Regions from separate parts of the Mus musculus genome. Here all the other regions are linked to region 1. The links are chromatin contacts, called in public Hi-C maps. All regions are on one chromosome and are shown on one strand. Each heading gives the region's core, a stretch centred on a gene start, on an enhancer-like site or on the middle of the called end of the contact. The rest is flanking DNA. Distances are from core to core; before and after follow the strand shown.

Region 1 (3,233 bases), core at 272-2,771:
GCATACGGAGGCCAAAGGACAGTGCTGGGCATCTTTTTCAATCACTCTTCGCCTTCTTTTTTGAGACATGCTTTCTGACCAAACCTGGAGCTCTTTGAAACAATTCAGCTAGATTGCTTGCTCAGCCATCTCTAGGGATTCATCAGCCTGCCTCTGCCTCTGTCCCTGCCTCTCCAGAACTGGGGTTACATCAGCTGCACCCCACTTTTACATGGGGACCAAGTGCGGGCCTTCGTGTTTGTATAAGTGCCTCACCTCTGAGCACTCTGCCCAGCCCTCAGGTTAGACTCTCAACACAATACGCCCTGTCTAGTGAGGAGGCATAGGCTCCTAGGAGGGTTTAGATGTGGAGTCAGGGGTCCTCTGGTGCAGCAGAGAATCTTCCAAGCTCAGGACCAGCCATCTGGGCCTGGAAATATGACTGCTCAAAGTTCATCATAGCCAGTATACCATCACAGCCTGGCTAAATGTCATCTCCACCCAAGTGGGTCAGCCCCTACCTCCCATCAAGGGCATCTGTCTGGACCTCTGGAATGTGTGGTGACTTGACAACCCAGGAATGCTACGAGAAAGGGCCTTTTCAGCCCCCTTTGACAAAAGGCATTCATGCCACTAAGAAACAAACCCACTGGGACTCCCTTCTCCAGGGAGCACCGGCTCCTCTCTCCTCTGCAATCACACGCTGCCTGCTCGATGGGAGAAGCAATCTGCTCCCCGTATTAATACTTTATTAAGTGCACGCAGCCTGCAAGATAAACACCAACCTATTACATTTGTTCTATGATCGAGCGCTCGCCTGTCACTGGAGTTGCCTGGGGTCTGAGTTGATTGTTACTGGACTTCATCTTGCTAGAGGCCAAAGTACAGGTGGCAGGTGTTTCAGAACCGGAGGGGCCAGGCCTGGAAAGGGCAGGCTAGACGAGTGAGTAGGAGACATTTGATTACGGCCTGCTCCTAGTCACAGACAATGATGCTTGGGCTGTTTTGAGTCGGGCATGAGAATTCAGGGGCAGGGCAGAGCGAGCTCCAGCAATCCTCCTATGGCACATTGAGTCTATAGTATGCACATGGTCACACTGTAGGTGTGGGTGCTGGGTGGAGCCAGACCAGTCTGTAGTGTTGATGGTCACAGGCTTGGGGTAGGGCTCAGAGAGGGGGGAATAGACAGGTCGGAGTCTTGTTTTGCCACTTTCCCATGGGGCTCAGTCTTTTCATTTATGAACTAGGTGTCACCTCCTGATGCAGGAGATTGCAGACAATGTTACGCCTCCCGTGGCTGTGTTCTCACTGTGGTAACCACTTCTTGTAGGCCAGAGCTGACAGAAAGATGCACGGGTCCCAAGTGAGGATTGATAGATTTGGGCAGACATATACACCCAAAGGGCCACCAATAGGACAGCCACCAAGACGATCTCAACACTGAAAGCTTCCCCGCCTCCCACCCCCATTCCTAACAGCTCCGGAAGCAAGGATAGTGACCTCTGTTTCTGCAGGTTATTAGGCTCAGTTCCTTTCTTATTGACCCCGTGTAAACAAGGTCACACAGCCGGGAGCCTTCACGAGCTGCTTTCACTTTCTCAACATCATGTGCCTGGCATTCCTGTCTGCGAGGAAGTTTCTAGATTGGGTTAACTGAGATGGGAAAACCCACCCTGAGTGTGGGTAACACCACCCACGGCCTGGGTTTCATGGCTGAATCTAGAGGAGAAAGTGAGCTGAGCTCCAAGATTAATCTCTGTCCCAGACTTGGGACCTGTGACCCCAGTGACCACGACCTGTCGATTCATGCTCCTGGCGCCATGCCCATCATGCCCGACAGTACACTTCTTAAACCATGACCCTAATAAACCTCCCCTCTCCCCCCTCCCTCCCTCCCTCCCTCCCTCCCTCCCTCCCCCCTCCCTCCCTCCCTCCCTCCCTCACTCCCTCCCCCCTCCCTTCCTCCCTCCTCAGTTGCTTGTATCAGGGATTTTGTCACTTCCTGGAGAGAGAAGTAACTACCACAGCAGCCCTGGGTGGGGAGATCACTGCTGGGTTTGGAAGGTGAAGGTCACTCCCGCCATACCTGCCTGGTTCCTTCCCTTCCTCCTGCGGGCACTTGGGACATCTCCGCCATCACTCACAGCCACCCCACCCTCTCTCCAAAAGCTTCCCTTAGGGAAATGCCCATAGGCCACTTGGTTGACGGAACAACCCTGCCCCAATCTCTCACAGGAATGTCAAAGCCAAGCCTCCCAAGCAACCAGATCACTGAATTGTCTTGGACCCTGTTTCGTCTCTGAGTCTGTGTGCGCGACACCTGGCTTTTTCGTGTGGGTTCTGGGGATGTGAACTCCCCACCCTTCTGTTTGCAAAGCATCTCTCCAGCTTCTTTAACAACCACCGACACAGTGTATATCAAGTATCCCAGTCACATGGAACAATGTTAACTACACAGGAGGGTGAGTACCCGTTCCCTGAAAATCGTACTCCACGTGATACAGGGGGCCTGAACATCTGTGGTTGAGAACGGACCCTGTGGTTACTCAGGGATGACTGCCCGATTTCTTATCTTACCCCAGCTTCCCTGTGAGATGATATTTCCTGTTCCTGTTTGATTTTTATTTTAAATCTTTCCTACTACTTGAACTCTTAGGTATGCAGATGTGCTCAATGAACACTCATTGGAAGGGTCCAATAGAGACTGGCACTATCATCTTGACGTTATAATTTGAGATTTTCACTCTCCATCTTGGGACATATCCTTGTGTGTGGATACCTTCCCTGTAGGCAGCCCTAGGCCATGTGGTGTTCGGGCAGGCAGAATTCTCAGCTTTTTGCCAGGAGCCCTGGACCCTCATCATGAGACTCTGTGGCCATGAGGGGCTGTGGTGTTGTGATTGTTACACCATGTATCCTAGCCAGGAAATAGTCCGACCCTTGGTGGGTAGGTCTTTCCATGTCAATTGACAATAATCAAGATAATCTCCGTGTTCAGAAGTCTGTCTTCTAGATGACTTTAGATTCTGTTGAAATTAACCATCTCAGAACCTGTCACGAAAAATATGATTAAGGAAGACACTCAGTGCAGATCTCTGGCTTCAATAGTACATACATGTACACCTCTGTGTGTGCACACACATACATACAGGCACACAGGCATGCATTCTTTCATTCGTGCAATCACAGTGGTAGGGCTGTAGTGGGCCTGTGAGACCACACCAGCTCACTTACAAGTGGATAGTGTTCTTCCA
Region 2 (3,233 bases), core at 350-2,849, 360 kb after region 1:
AACGCTCGTTTTGAACTCCTGGGAAGTCCCTGCTATCTTTAGCGAATCGACCTCTCACGGTTTGCGCGCCAGCTCCTTGTTGATAAGATGTAAGAACAGTGAAACGCTGATTTAAAAATATATATTAAGATCAAACCAGACTGAGCTGACTCCACGGAACCACAGGACTCCAAGACCCCACGTGCTCCAGTGACCCAAACACGGGGCACTCCACTGAGCGGTCCCTAGGTGCTACAAGAACCTGGGGATTCATTTTGCTCTCTGTGCCAATTTGCATAGCATTACTGGGAGAAGCCGCATGCCTCGATTTCAGGGTTTTTTTTTGAATTCCCACCCGTTTTGTGTCATAAATAAGATGGGAGACGGGAAACTAATACAGCCCAGCGATGTATTATTCATGCCATGTCGAGAGCTGTGACGGATTTACAACCGTTAATGCATGCAAACGAAGTTTGGGCGATAACATGAAAATTAAGGGTTGGGGGAGAGAACTGGGGGCATGGGGTGTACAGAGAGGATCTGAGGGGCTGTGGGGTGTCCAGGAGCCCAGAGATCTCTCCTCTGTCAGGCTCAATGGTCCAGGGGTGGGGGTCAGTACATGAGCAGGGTGGACTGTGGACTACCAGGGCACACTTGGCTTCCAGAAGGGCCCACATGCTCTCCAGCTGGGAACTTAAGTCCTGGGTCAGCTGGTGTGCTCACCGCCTGCTGCCCTGACCCTCTATCGTACACCTAGGCACTGAGGACTAAGGAGACAACAGGAGGAAGACCCCAGGGCCAGGCTACTACAAGGCATCCAAGGGATGGGGGTATAGCTCAGTGGTACGCACTTGCTAGGCATGTGTGGGGACCCCGGCTCCATTCCCAGCAAGATAAAAACTATACCCAAGCCACTGGCTGAGCTCTGGGCATCGGGGCTGAGGTAGGAACCTCTAAGGCTGGTGCTGAGGCAGGTCTAGAGGGCCCCAGGCCCTCGTGTAGTACATCTGTCAGTTCGTATGTCCCATGGGCATGCAAACCTGAATCGAGGGTACAATGCCACCGCCACCCTATGGGCGGGGTCTATCTTTGCTCACCAGGAGACCAGCCCCTCATTCCACTTCCACCCTCTCTTAGTGTGTCCTCACCTCCTTGGTCTCACACTTCCTCCTAGGATGCCTGGGTTGGCCCTTGGCATCTAAACCTCCCCTAGCCCAGACTGTCACCTCCTGTGCAGAGAAAGTGACCACAGCCGCATCACACTGGCCTGCAAGCTGCACCTGCCCTCGGGAGCCCCTCCATGAAGCCATGAGCCTCTGAGCTTGCTGTGCCTGTAACCATAGGGCCTATGTTCTAGTGGCCCCAGTGACAGCCATCAAGGAGATGTTTTCAGAGAGTGACTAATACTCATGTGGCCACACAGCCTGGTGACATGTTAAGCTGTGACTAGGGTAGAAGCGACTTGGCTGGAGCTGTTACAGGGTAGAGTGGCCTTCCAGGGAGGTGATGGTAAAGTCCAAAACTGAGCGACAGAGATGGAGCAGTGTGGGGATGTGTTCCTAAGAGAGAGGAGAGCAGAGGGCAAAGGCAGGCAGTGGGAGGAGCCAGACTATAGGGAGGAGTCGGGCTGTGAGGAGGAGTCAGGCTATGGGAGGAGCCGGGTTGTGGGAGGAGCCTAACTGTAGGGAGGGGTCAGGCTGTGGGAGGAGCCGAACTGTAGGGAGGGGTCGGGCTGTGGGAAGAGCCGGAACTGTAGGGAGGGGTCGGGTTGTGGAAGGAGCCAGACTGTAGGGAGGAGCAGGAGCCGGGCTGTGGGGAGGAGCAGTCCTGTTCCAAGGCCAACACAGGGTAAGTGGGTAGGTGGGCAGGTAAACTTTGAAAAAGAAAACAAAAAGAAAAGCATGGGGCCAGCAAGATAGCTCAGAGAAAGCACTCACTATACATGCCCGATGACCTGATTTTAAACTCTGAGACTCACAGAGTGAGTAGAGAACTGACTGCATGGAAGTATTCTCTGACCTCCACACACACACTGTGGCGCATGCCCCTGGCCTGGTAATGATAATAAAATTTAAAAAGAAGAATGGGGGAAGAGGAGGAAGAGGAGGCAATGGAGGGGGGAGGGAAAGGAAGAAGAGGAAGAGAAAGAAGGAAAGAGGAGGGGGAGGAAGGAAAGGAAGATAAGGAAGAAGAGGAGGGGAAGAGAAGGAGAAGGGAAAGGAAGAGGAGGAGAAGAGAAGGAAGAGGAGGAGAAGGACCTGCTGCTCTTTCAGAGGTCCCAAGTTCAATTCCCAGCACTCATGTCAAACCCCTCACCACAGCCTTAAGTCCAGCTCCAGGGGGTCTTCTAGCCTCCACGGGCACCCACACCCATGTTACATACCCGTACAAAAGACACACGTGCATACACATAATTGAAAACCTTTTAAAATACAACAGGAAAAGAGGGCTTGCTCCCGACTGATACCCATCCACACACCAAGCTGGTTTCATCTCTCAGCAGCAATATACAGATCTAACAACTCAAGGACATCCGTAGCCCCGCCCTGACTCCACTGCCCTCCCTGTCCCATGAGCAGGAGGCAGAGACCCCAGGCCATGCAGGCTTGCCCGATACCCCACCTCATCCCAGGAGAGCACACCCAGCATGCCCCAGGCCTGCTGTCCCCAGTCGGGCTTTTTTTTTTTTAATTAAGATGCAACATCACCCCACAGCGGGCTCTCCCTCCAGCGACAGCTCCGAGTGAACTCCAGACTGACTGGATTAGACTTTGAAGGTGACGATGCAGATAATGAACACAGAGAACGCCGTGTTGACACAGGCCCTGGCGAGCCACATTATTATTTAACAGGCCTTGCTTTCTGCCTCTGCTGGGATCAAGGAGCCGAACGCAATTGCTGGTAGGCGTAAAAGCCCGAGGCAGCAGTGGCCCAGCTCCACGGGGCCTGAACCGAGCAAGGTCAGGGTGGAGGCAGGAACCCAGCCAAGTGGGCGATGGAAACGACCTGAATTCAGAGGCCTCTTTCCCACATTGGCCCCCACTGCCCTGCCATGACCTCACCATGTCAGTTTACACCATACCTCTGGTCTCTCTCCACAGCAGAGTCTGAACTCCTGAAGGGCAGAGGCCAGGTCTCGGTCATCTTGGTCCCCTGAGTGCCTTACACTGAGGACACGGAGATGGGTGACATACTCTGCACCCAACACCTGCTCACTAGGACCTGTCCACTAATGAGCATCTGCTGTCACAACC
Region 3 (3,233 bases), core at 484-2,983, 290 kb before region 1:
ACGTGGTGGTACATACCTGAAGTCCCAACAGGACAAACTGGCCTCTTGGGGTTCTTTCATTCAGCAAATTTATCATGTTCCCCACACAGGACCCTTGCTATTGGACACCCCCGGCTATGGTGGCCAATGTGCCAGCACCTTCTGTCACTTCTGCCGCCCGCATGTTGCCATGGGAAAGGTGGCACTGGAGCCTCCTGAATGTGACAGTGTGACAGATTAGAAGTCCTGATCCAGAGGAGATGAGGGATGGAGATGGTCTCTTCCCTGTCAGTCCTCAGCTATTTTTACTTCTTTCTGAACTCTTGAAAGACAAGGGGCCTCTCAAAGTTATTCTCTGGGCTGACAGAGTTGTGGATGGTCTTGGATGATTATCAATGTCCTCGAAGTCTGAAACCCTGGGGTGCAACAAGCTGGGGTTGGGAGAGGGGAGTTTGGGCTGCTGTGTTCAGGAGGCTGGGCTCGGATAAAAGGACTTCAGAAGGGAAAGAATTCGGGCTGAAGTCATAACAGGCCCGAGATCTCAGCCTCCCAAGGCCTGTGGTCTCCCATCCTTAAAACAGCCCTGGCTGTCCCTGCCCTCAACTTATTCTAAGACTCAGATGGGAGACAAGAATTCTCAGCCTTATGCTGCTTAATCTCACATGTCCCATTGGATGCTCAGGAACAGGTTTGTCCCTGTGTCCTTAAAGGACCACAGCATTCCTGCTCCCCAGCTTCCTGAAACCTCCCTACTGTGTGGAGGGCAGTCTCTCCAAAGTGAAGGCCAGGCCAGGCCAGGCCAGGACAAGATCTCTCAGTCACTATCTTCCAGCTGTGCACAACGGACAGGTCTCCTCGTTCGTCTCAGTCTCTACTTTTGCCCAGTGGAGATACCAGGCCTGAGTGTGGTGTGAGTGCCAGGATTCTAGTGCACATCACATTCGTGACTAAACTCCTCCTGTGGTCAATTTCAGCAATAAGATCATCATCTGCATGATTATGGACCCAGGGTCAAGTCTGACTGTGTCTTTAAGGCCAGCATTCAGGAGGTGGAGGCAGGAGGATCAGGAGTTCAAGGGCATCCTTAGTTACCTCGTATGTACTTGCACACACAGTTGGGACATGCCACCTTTGATAAGCAGATTGTTGGAGACTCCAGGTGCTGGATGGATGTACCCCTTCACGTGGGTGGAAGGATTATGGAGACAGATAATAAGTCCATGGAAACAGTCGCTTAAGTGTGGCGACTTTTTCTACCCCAATTCAAATCACTTGAAAGGATACAACCAAGAGAAAGTTCCTTCATTGGCCTCACAGGATGATTTCTTCCCTGCCCTGGCCCCCCTTTCCCAGACACTTGGTCCCAGGCCCTCTTCAGCCCTGTACTCTGGCTTTTCTGCCCCTGAGCACTGCAGACCTCCAGGTGGCCCTATGTGGACAGCAGAGGGAGTTCCTGGCATTAGGATGGAACAGAGAGTGCCTGGTCACTGAATGGGGCTGGGGATCAGGAAATGGGAGGGATCCAATGTGAGAGACACCAATTGGCAACTGCTCTGGTGTGTGTGTTTGTTGGGGGGAAGGGCCAGGCCAACAAACATGTGGTCTTGCCTGTTACTGGTTTTTGTCTTTAATGATTGACATCCTAGAGCCTCCCTCTTTGGCTAGATGGCTGGGACAGGTCCCTGTGTCCTTCTGTAACACAGATGGTGAGTACTGGCCTCTCTACATGGAGAGGGAACTCAAACATGGAGCCCTGCTCCCAGACACCTGACCTATGTCATATAGGTCACATATATTTCCAGAGTTGTCTGCAAGGCCCTGTATATCCTGTCTCTGAGACACTAGCTAGCACGAATGCAGCCCTTGTCTCCTCTGGGCCACGTCCACTGTCCTGCCAGCTGCATCAGGACACCAAGTGGCAGGTGGATGGCGTCATTCATCTGTGAGTCTAAAGGTTAATTTAAAAGTCAGTGGCAGGGAGATGGCCTCCTCCACCTGACTCAGCTCACAGCCCATCAGAAGGGTCACCGCCAGAGTGCTCCTCTGTGGCTGGATCCCAGGAGCCCTCCCATGGCAGCCTGGACCCCTGTAACTACCCTCTCGCTCTGTACGTGACCTTGACTGAGCTCCTTCCCATCCAGGTCTTAGGGCAGTGGCCCAGGTTTCCCTGAGTGTCCTCCCAGCCTGGACCCTTTAAGGCTGCATCTCTCTGTTCACTGGCCGTATTGTCCTGCTGCTCTGGCACCCTGGACCCTTTGCACTGTTATGACTAAGCTTTTGCACTTGCAACACATCCTGCTTGGGTCACCTCCTTGTCACCTGCATCTACCTTTCGGGGAGTAGTGATGACTTTTCTCCTTGTTGTAATGAATTACCTGATCAAAACAACATCAGAGAAGTCTTTATTCTGGCTCACAGTTCCAGGGTGTCATGGGGAGGAAGTCATAGTGGAGGGCCTGTGTGGCAGCTGGTCACATTGTATCCATAGTCAGGAGACAGAAAGTAATGAACCATTATTATTAGTTACATTGTATCCACGGTCAGGTGACCAGTGATTATTGGTTACATTGTATCTACAGTCAGGTGACCAGTGATTATTGGTTACATTGTATCCACAGTCAGGAACCAGAAAGGGATGAACAGTGCTTAATCGTTCTCCCTTTTGTACAAGCTTGTGGGATGGTGCTGCTCAAAGGCAGGGTGGACCTTACCTCTTTGGTTAAGATTTTGGAAATACCTTCATAGTCACATCTGGAGGTATGTGTCCCTGGTGCTTCTAAATCCCACCAAGTCTACAACTGTGATTTAACTACCACCACCTCATCCCTTGTTAATGTGATATCCAAATAAAAATTTTGTTTGAATAATATTCCACCCATCTCCCCAAAGCCTGGGTTCATCTCATATTCAAAATGTGTTCATCCTAATATCAAAGGTGTCCTTAGTCTTTAAACAGTCCGAACACTGTTTAAAGTCTAAAGTCTCTTCTGAGACTCAAGGCAATTCTCAACACCGTGAGAGCGTGGTAAATCAAATACCTATCTCTAATGAACGATGATGCAAAATGGACATGCCCATCCCAGCAGGAAAGAAGGCAGGCACAGCAAGACTAAACCCATCAGGACAAACACCAAATCCTGCAGCTCTGTGTCAGGCACCTGAGACTCATGATGGAATCCCCTGGGCTCCTAAGGGCTTTGGTAGCTCTGTGTCTCTGGCTCTGCTGCCTGCAGAACACACAGCGTTTCTCTAGA

What was found. Hi-C and Micro-C count contacts between places; a contact is called where the count stands out from the background.
Region 2: a Hi-C map of liver shows a contact between it and region 1, with 2.0 times the contacts expected there. The contact joins two enhancer-like sites. A contact is called at or near these places in 3 of 484 Hi-C or Micro-C datasets (the N1E-115 cell line, liver and nephron progenitors) and 2 of 115 datasets of contacts at active chromatin or transcription factors (astrocytes and embryonic basal ganglia).
Region 3: a Hi-C map of the N1E-115 cell line shows a contact between it and region 1, with 5 times the contacts expected there. The contact joins two enhancer-like sites. A contact is called at or near these places in 1 of 15 datasets of contacts at CTCF or cohesin (stem cell-derived epiblast-like cells), 4 of 484 Hi-C or Micro-C datasets (the CH12 cell line, the N1E-115 cell line and embryonic stem cells) and 1 of 9 other capture datasets (embryonic stem cells).

What each region holds. Positions count from the first base shown.
Region 1 is chr4:140,172,425-140,175,657 of GRCm38.p6, forward strand. The region is part of intron 1 of Igsf21 (immunoglobulin superfamily, member 21); the gene reads right to left. Among named protein-coding and RNA genes, the nearest start is that of Gm13029, 31 kb to the left of the region's middle. Within about 2 kb of position 1,522, at least 13 of the 459 cell types and tissues checked have an H3K27ac peak or open chromatin away from gene starts, as enhancers often do. A contact at or near this core is called in the N1E-115 cell line and liver, where this site is marked.
Region 2 is chr4:140,529,597-140,532,829 of GRCm38.p6, forward strand. The region is part of intron 26 of Arhgef10l (Rho guanine nucleotide exchange factor (GEF) 10-like); the gene reads right to left. Among named protein-coding and RNA genes, the nearest start is that of Gm42335, 74 kb to the right of the region's middle. Within about 2 kb of position 1,600, at least 59 of the 459 cell types and tissues checked have an H3K27ac peak or open chromatin away from gene starts, as enhancers often do. A contact at or near this core is called in the N1E-115 cell line and liver, where this site is marked.
Region 3 is chr4:139,880,533-139,883,765 of GRCm38.p6, forward strand. No RefSeq gene overlaps it. Among named protein-coding and RNA genes, the nearest start is that of Gm1667, 28 kb to the right of the region's middle. Within about 2 kb of position 1,734, at least 1 of the 459 cell types and tissues checked has an H3K27ac peak or open chromatin away from gene starts, as enhancers often do. A contact at or near this core is called in the N1E-115 cell line, where this site is marked.